2 separate regions of the Mus musculus genome follow, and region 2 is linked to region 1. A link is a contact called in public promoter capture Hi-C data. All regions are on one chromosome and are shown on one strand. The core of a region is the stretch at or near the end of the contact, and the rest is flanking DNA. Distances in the headings are between cores, read along the strand shown.

Region 1 (4,185 bases), core at 1,013-3,512:
AATATAATACATAATCACCAGCAAGAACTCTAACATGCTGACATTGTAGCTTTCTGAGAATGTTCGTGCTACATAAGACTATATACTAGCTAGTTCAACAATATATTTTAACAGGAAAACCAAAAAAAAAAAAAAAAAAAAATAGCAACACTGAGTTCAAATTAGTAAGAAAATTAGGACTAAAACTCAAGTTTACCAATCTGGTATATTTTTATTCGTATAGCCTATGGGTAAACTATTCTCAAATTCTTTTGTCTAATCTCCAGCTTGAGTAGAATATTTTCATTATATGAGTGTAGTGAATTCCACATTAACAATTAAAAGCATAGTCAAGAAGTTTGGAGATTTTTTTCAGAATTGTTTGTAATGATCTCATTTGACTTTTGAATTAAGAGCTCTATCAGTCCTCTAACTTCAAATAATAACCAACAAGGAGCCCATCTAAGCAATGGGATGATTCATTAAGAGTATCTTAAAACATTAAGGAAGAATTAGATTACGTATCTATCCATGATGAGCCAAACAAGATGCTAAGACTATTATAAGGCTGGTTTTCTCTGCTACACAAATACAATACCGGGCTATTCAGTGTTAGACTTGTGGAAGAGAGTGTGTATGTGCACACACCTACACCCGTTCACACATTACCTTAATTTTAATAAGCTTTTGAGGGTTTCTTCTCCTACATCGGTTAACTTCGATGGTGCGTCTGTTTTTGGGAGCTGCCATCCAAAAGATACTATCTAAAAAGCTGGAATTCTCTTTATTTTCACAAGTATCATGTGCTAGCTCTGTGAGGATGGATGGTCTCTGGACGGCTAATGCTGGTGCTATAAAACAAAACAGAGATGCCGAATCAACTCGGAGTTCCTAAATGAATACAGCCACTATTTCCTTTAACAGTCAACATGTGTAGTGTCACTAAATATACACACCTATAAATTATATGTGTTTGTGAGTATATGTGCACATGTAAGGTCAGAGGACAGCTTTCAGAGTTAGTTCTCTCCTTACGTCATACTGGCCATGGGGCTAGGACCCAGGTCCTGAGACTTAGCAACAAGGTCCTTTACTACTGAGCCATATGGCTGGCCTGACATAAATAGTTTTGAATGTTAAACACAACAAACATTAGTAATAATCCCCAGCTATTAAAATATACTAAAGCTCATATAAAAGGCAATTTAAAATACTTCAACTGGAATGCTTTCTTATTGCAAGCTACCAAAGCAGCCAGGCTACTCTACTAAGCATTTCCTCCGTATATAATCCGGGACACTGCAGTTCAGTAATAAGTAGTGTACAAGTAATCTAATCCCGAGACTCCCTACATTCACTCACATCACTGAGATGACTACAATGGTCATCTGTACCACACTATCCTGATCCAGTTAGGTCCTTTTTCTTTAAACCTGGTAGGTTCCTAAAGCCATTAAATTTTTCCTTAATATTTAATCTTAACCTGTGTTCTAAGAAAAGATTTATTATTTATGAGATTATCAAGTGTTTCACCTTTGTTTTTCTAAATTGCTTAGATCACTTCTTTACCCTTTCTTATGTTCTTCAGACTTGCGAACGTTCGTTCAATTCTTAGGACTTCTTACCACTACATAAACTGTCCAAGCACAGGCCTATTAGACAACGAATGGACTGAAATGATTATCTCAGGTAGAACATGGAGACAATTATTTATTATGCTGCGCTTGAGATATAATAAAATATATCTCTGTTCAGACTGGGCATTATCACTTTTGCGATACACTGTAAATAATACAGCAATCTCAAATTTAACGCCCAAGATACCAGGAGCTCGAAGCTAGCCTGGGCTACACAGTGAGTTCTAGACCACCCTGGCTACGGTGACAGTTTCAATAAATAAATAAATAAATAAATAAATACGAAGCTAGCCTGGGCTATACAGTGAGTTCTAGACCACCCTGGCTACGGTGACAGTTTCAATAAATAAATAAATAAATAAATAAATAAATAAATAAATAAATAAATAACCAATAAACAAACAAACAAATAAAATAACGAACCAATCAACCAACCAAAAACCACGCTACAACCCGGAAGCCCTCACCAACCCTCTTTCCACGAACTCTCTCCTTACGGACCCCACGGAGGACTGACAAAGCGACTCCAGCTCTGCTGCAGTTGCCGTTGTAGCAGCTCCCAGCACCTCTGGAGCGGTCCGGGACGCACCGGCCATGGTAGTGAAAGCAGCAGCAACGAAGGAGCCATGATCTTCTCAAGACAGAGCGGGACGCGGGCTGAGCGCATGCGTTAAGTCCGCCCACTTCCCCGCCTCCTCGCTCAGAGCATGCGCAGGCCCCTCTTGCGCATGCGCAAGGGTCAAAGACCGCTGTGATCCAAAAACTCCAACTCCCAGCTACCCCTAGGTGACTCTCCTCCAATCAGAGCAAAGAAGAAAAAAAAAATTAAAGGAAGCATACTTACTGCGCATGTGCGTGGCTGTGTTCCGACTTTCCGGGTAAAGATGGCAGAGCGCGGTTACAGCTTCTCGCTGACTACATTCAGGTATTCGGGGGACCCGCAGGTTCCATGCGTCGCAGATCACAGGAGCGCCCCAGACATGGTCCCGTGTGTCGGACCTGGCTGGTGTTTGCGTAGGAGTGCACGGTGACGGAGCTGGACTCGTAGCTTTGCAGAGTCATGTTCCGTGCCAGGCCTGGGCCCTGGCTGAGGCCGGCCGTGTTGCGGGCCGAGGGACGGGAGGCCCCAAGCCAAGCACTAAGCACTGGCTCTCCTTCTAGACTAGGAGAAGGGTGCTTTGAGATAGTCTGTTTTCAGCTGCTCTCTTCAGGTCCAGGATTTCTTTACTGGCCCGGCTAGGCCTGAGCGAGAGCTTTGTAAACCCAGACTCCTTATGGGACGTGTGAGACGTCCTTTTTCTTTTGGGAGATCCTTATTTGCTGTTAAATCTTAGTTTTAGTCTCTGTTTAGCAGCGATGTGCTTTGAAGCTCACACTGCTTTCGGTTTCGCCTGTGCTCCTGTAGAAGCTTAAGAAGTATAAAATGAAGGCGCTGATTTCCTGTCAAGTTTTTGTGGCACATGCAAACTGATAACCTCTGTATTTTGCTTGATCCACTAACAAATTGCTTTAAAACGATTTTAGACCCTTATGTTTTGGGAGAAAGAATTAAAGAGTTATATATATTTTCTCAAAGTGCAGTTAAGGGGAACTATTGTTCCCTGTTTAAGAAAAAACCATCATGGATGAACTTAGACAAAGGACTGTGTTTTGACCATTTTCTTTCTTTTTTTTTTTTTTTCTTTCCATTTTTTTATTAGGTATTTAGCTCATTCACACTTCCAATGCTATACCAAAAGTCCCCCATACCCACCCACCCCCACTCCCCTACCCGCCCACTCCCCCTCCTTGGCCCTGGCGTTCCCCTGTTCTGGGGCATATAAAGTTTGTGTGTCCAATGGGCCTCTCTTTCCAGTGATGGCCGACTAGGCCATCTTTTGATACATATGCAGCTAGAGTCAAGAGCTCCGGGGTACTGGTTAGTTCATAATGTTGTTCCACCTATAGGGTTGCAGATCCCTTTAGCTCCTTGGCTACTTTCTCTAGCTCCTCCATTGGGAGCCCTGTGATCCATCCATTAGCTGACTGTGAGCATCCACTTCTGTGTTTGCTAGGCCCTGGCATAGTCTCACAAGAGACAGCTACATCTGGGTCCTTTCGATAAAATCTTGCTAGTGTATGCAATGGTGTCAGCGTTTGGATGCTGATTATGGGGTGGATCCCTGGATAAGGCAGTCTCTACATGGTCCATCCTTTCATCTCAGCTCCAAACTTTCTCTCTGTAACTCCTTCCAAGGGTGTTTTGTTCCCACTTCTAAGGAGGGGCATAGTGTCCACACTTCAGTCTTCATTTTTCTTGAGTTTCATGTGTTTAGCAAATTGTATCTTATATCTTGGGTATCCTAGGTTTTGGGCTAATATCCACTTATCAGTGAGTACATATTGTGTGAGTTCCTTTGTGAATGTGTTACCTCACTCAGGATGATGCCCTCCAGTTGACCATTTTCTTAAGGACTGACAGCTGAAGGCAGCCAGGATCTACTTGTTGAATATAACAGTAACTAGTAGTGGTTTTTCCATTACCACCTATGTATAATGAGTTATAGATGAACCTGGACAATTGAACTTT
Region 2 (4,185 bases), core at 896-3,395, about 24 Mb after region 1:
ATGTGTAGCAGTGGCTCAGCACCTGGCTTGTCTCTTATACCAATACTCTTTACTCATCTCTAAAACTACCACCACAGGGGAGTGGCCAGGCTGAGACACTTGTACCAGCAACCAGATATTTCCAGCTGTAAGCAATGTTTATCACCTCTTCATGCGATCAGACTTACTCAGGTCACTCAAAATGACAAGGACTGATCTACACGGTGAGTTCCAGGACAGCCAGAGCTACTTAGTGAGACCTTGTCTCCAAAACCAAACCAAACCTAGGACCACCAAACAAAACCCAAACCACCCAACCAAATCTGGGGAGAAAAGAGATGGCTGGGAGGTTAGGAGCACTAGCTGCTCTTCCAGAGGACCTGGGTTCAAGTCTCAGCACCCACATGGCAGTTCTTAACGATTTATATAACACTGAAATGTTGTATATAGGTGTATATATAATCTAACACGCACAATTCTTAATGCATGTTTAATTATCAGAAACATTATTTTCATAACAATTCTGGGATTCCGTAGCCTTCAAAGCAATCACGTTTGGCAGGGTTGGGGGTGGGTTGTTGTTGGTGGTGGTGGTGGTGGTGAGGGGGCAGGTTCTGAGTCCTTAGCCCAGGCTGGCCGAGAACTCTTGGTGATCCACCTTTCTCAGCTCCCCAAGTCCTGATGTGAGCTACTTCTAGCGGGTGGATAAGTAGTAGTTTCCTCATGTACTGATGTACCATAATCTAATGGACCTTGCTCCTACAGTTGGATCCTTAGACTGTTCCTTGTCATTATTATTGGGAATCTCGCTGAGCACATCGTAACTGCTGGTGTACTGTGGTTAGTTTTCAACTAAGGAAACACGGTGATTTCATCTCTAGTCTTTGGTCTGTACTCACAGAAAACCAGAAACTTTCAACTGGGACTCACTGTGAAACGTTTCCATTACACAAGGCACTAAAACCCAACTCTGAACTTCAAACTGAACTTGGTCTAAGACTGAACTTGGGTTTATTCTGTATTGCACTACTCTGTTTTGGGTGGCTTACTGGACCCAAACTTACATAGTAATTCACTGGTTTTCTACATCCTTCCAAGTCTAATCTCTTGAACACCAGCTTCTCACTGAAGCTTAAATCCCACCTCCTCTGTGGCACTGTGCCACTGTCCTCAATGTATTCCTCCCCTGTCGCTTGTCCTATTGGGCCCTTAATTGCTGGTGACTGTCCCTCATGCCTTGAAAGCAAGACTGTCTCTCATGTCTCGGCAAAGCCAAAAAAGAGGGTGTGCAAAGGAAACTGGGCTGAGGACAGAGCACATCACCTCTGGGGAGGATGGCCTTCGCAGCCTACGGCAGGCAAGTCATTTAACCTTTCCAGGTGCCACATTAAGTTACTGTGAACCCCACAATACCGCTACGATTTAGACATTAAAGGAAAAAACAAAACAAAACAAAACCTTTGGGCCCAAACAGGAACAAGCCATCTAGATCTGGAATCCCGTTCAAGGCACACTCTATGGTTTCCCACTACCATTCTTCCTCTAGTACCATCTTTCTACGGCAAATGATGAGTTACAAAGGACTCACTTTCTACACCCTAAGAAATCAGGATTCTTCTATCTCACCAAGCATTCCACTGCCCCACACCCGGAATCTTCCTCAATTCTCTGCACAATGCACATCCAAGCGGGTGTGTCGCCAGAATGAGCAGGGTCCTATTCCGTGTTCCCTCCGCCAGGCGGCTTCCAGGAATCTGTACCGCTCGCCCGGCCAGCCGCTGGAAAGGCGGTCGCTGAATGAAAGGACCAGGCACGGCTAACGGCCGCCTACAGGGATCTGAACCCCTGACTCTGCCCAGGCCTCCGCGAACTGGCTTTCTGCTCCCCGAGGGGAGGACGGTGACATTTGCCTGGAGGTCCAGACCGAGCCACGCGGCCCGCCCCGCACGCACGTGGGGAGCGGAGTCCATTCCGATGCCCCGGCCGGGTCGCGTAGGCTCCGGGTCACCCCGCCGCCCTGCTGCTTTCCTACCGCTGCGCCTCACCTGCCGCTCGCCCTGAGCACTGTACTTATTCCCCGGCTTCAGTCCCAGACTCTTCTCCAGCAGCCTCAACTCCGCGGCCGCCGCCATCTTCTGGCCCAGCTCCTAGGGAGGCGGGGCCTGCACAGCTAGGACCTTGATTGAGCAGGAAGTCCGGCCCCACAGATGTCTCCCACGATTGGCTGGGAGGACGGCAAGCGCGCCTGCGCGAAAGGGGCGGAGTCAGCTCAAGGCAGGGGGCGGTTCGTAATTAAGGGCGGGGCCAACCACATTCGGAGTCCGGTGGATTGCTCACAGTAGGCAGAGGAGAGCACGGAGTGTAGACAGTTTCACAGAAGAATGTATCCGAATCTTAGTTTTGTTTTCTGAGACAGGGTTTCTCTGTATAGCCCTGACTAACCTGGAACTCACTCTGTAGACCAGGCTAGCCTCGAACTCAGAAATTCGCCTGCCTCTGCCTCCCAAATGCTGGGATTAAAGGCATGCACCACCACTGCCTGGCTGAATGTATCCGAATCTTAAAGATTGAATCATTCATTACAATGCTTATAAAACTATTGTAGATCAGAAGAATAATTTAGATTATTTGTTTTATAAATATAAAGCATTGATTCCCAAACTCGTCAAATAGTTCTCCAAATAAGAAAATTATAGAACAATCTTAAATTAAAATAAGGATAAGGGCCAGTGACCTAGCAAGGGAACTTGAGATCTGTGGTTGTTTGAACGAAAATAAGCCCCCAACCGGGCGTGGTGGTGCACGCCTTTAATCCCAGCACTCGGGAGGCAGAGGCAGGGGCAGGCAGATTTCTGAGTTCGAGGCCAGCCTGGTCTACAAAGTGAGTTCCAGGACAGCCAGGGATACACAGAGAATCCCTGTCTCGAACCCCTCCTCTCCCCCCCCCCCAAAAGAAAGAAAATGAGCCTCCATATGCTCACCGGGAGTGTCACTATTGGCGTGACCTCGTTGGAGTAGGTGTGGCCTTGTTAGAGAAAATGTGGCAGTGGGGGTGGGCTTTGAGGTTTCAGATCCTAGTGGCATTCTTTTTTTTTTTTTTTCCTTGCCTCCTGCTGATCCAGATATAAAACTCTTGGCTCCTTCAGCATCATGTCTGCCTGCCTGGGGCCATGAGACTCACTGTAATGATAATGGACTAAATTTCTGAACCCGTAAGGCAGCCCTAACTAAATGTTTTTCTTTATAAAAGTTAATAGTAACTCATGGTGTCTCTTTACAACAATAGAAACTCTAACTGAGACAAGTTGAATCCTTATGTGGTGGTTTGAATAAAAATGGTGATTATAGGCAAATGAACAGTGACCAAGACAGAAGCTGGTACCAGGAACCAAGATGTTGCTGTGACAGGCTTGATTATTCTGTTTGTTGGGGTGTAGTCTCCCCTCCCCCAGCCTGAAACCTGCTTGTTCAGGGGTGGAGCTTCCTGCTCATTCGTTCTGCCACGCCCACTGCTAGAACCTGCGGAGGTGCACCTTTCTACTGGACCAGAGATTATTCGTCGGGAGTTGGGTCCCCTCCCCCTTCCTTTATAACTAGTGTCGCAACAATAAAATTTGAGCTTTGATCAGAATGAATTTGTCTTAGCTCCGTTTCTTCTTTCGCCCCGTCTAGATTCCTCTCTTACAGCTCGAGTGGCCTTCTCAGTCGAACCGTTCATGTTGCGAGCTGCTGGCGGCCGCAACATTGGGGGAATATGGAAGACTTTGGGACTTGGACTAGAAAAGTCTTTGGATGCTATAAGTGAAACTTAATGGACCTTCCTAGTAGGGGCATGGAAAACAATGCTGAGGGTGATTTGAACTATGGGGCCCAGATCAAGAAATTTCAGAGGGGAGGAATTTTAGTGAGTGGCCAAGAAACCATTCTTATGATATTTTAGCAAAGAATGTAGTAGCTCCCTTGTGCCCTTGTCCTAAAATTAAAAAAACAAACAAACAAACAAACAAAAAAACCAACCTAAATTGAAGACTTTGGATTAATACTGTTGGCAGAGATTTCAAGGTAGCCCAGGATTGACTGTGTCATGCAGTTGTTGGTGGTCACACTTAGCCAGATCTATAATGAAAAGGAGCAAGGAAAAAAAAATACAAAAGATACTGTTTGAGGAGAAAGAGAGCACCGGGATGTTGGAGCCAAGTCTGGCGC

The links. Promoter capture Hi-C pulls out the DNA fragments that hold promoters and counts their contacts.
Region 2: a promoter capture Hi-C map of pre-B cells shows a contact between it and region 1. The contact joins the promoter of Eef1e1 here to the promoter of Mrpl32 in region 1. A contact is called at or near these places in 1 of 39 promoter capture datasets (pre-B cells) and 1 of 484 Hi-C or Micro-C datasets (CD4 T cells).

Annotation. Positions count from the first base shown.
Region 1 is chr13:14,610,775-14,614,959 of GRCm38.p6, forward strand. It overlaps Mrpl32 (mitochondrial ribosomal protein L32), which reads right to left and starts at 2,263. Exons shown (of 3, transcript NM_029271.2): 1 at 2,118-2,263; 2 at 649-830. The coding sequence starts at 2,244. Psma2 (proteasome subunit alpha 2) reads left to right here and starts at 2,468. Exons shown (of 8, transcript NM_008944.2): 1 at 2,468-2,541. The coding sequence starts at 2,501.
Region 2 is chr13:38,656,883-38,661,067 of GRCm38.p6, forward strand. Eef1e1 (eukaryotic translation elongation factor 1 epsilon 1) reads right to left here and starts at 2,146. Exons shown (of 4, transcript NM_025380.2): 1 at 2,025-2,146. The coding sequence starts at 2,111.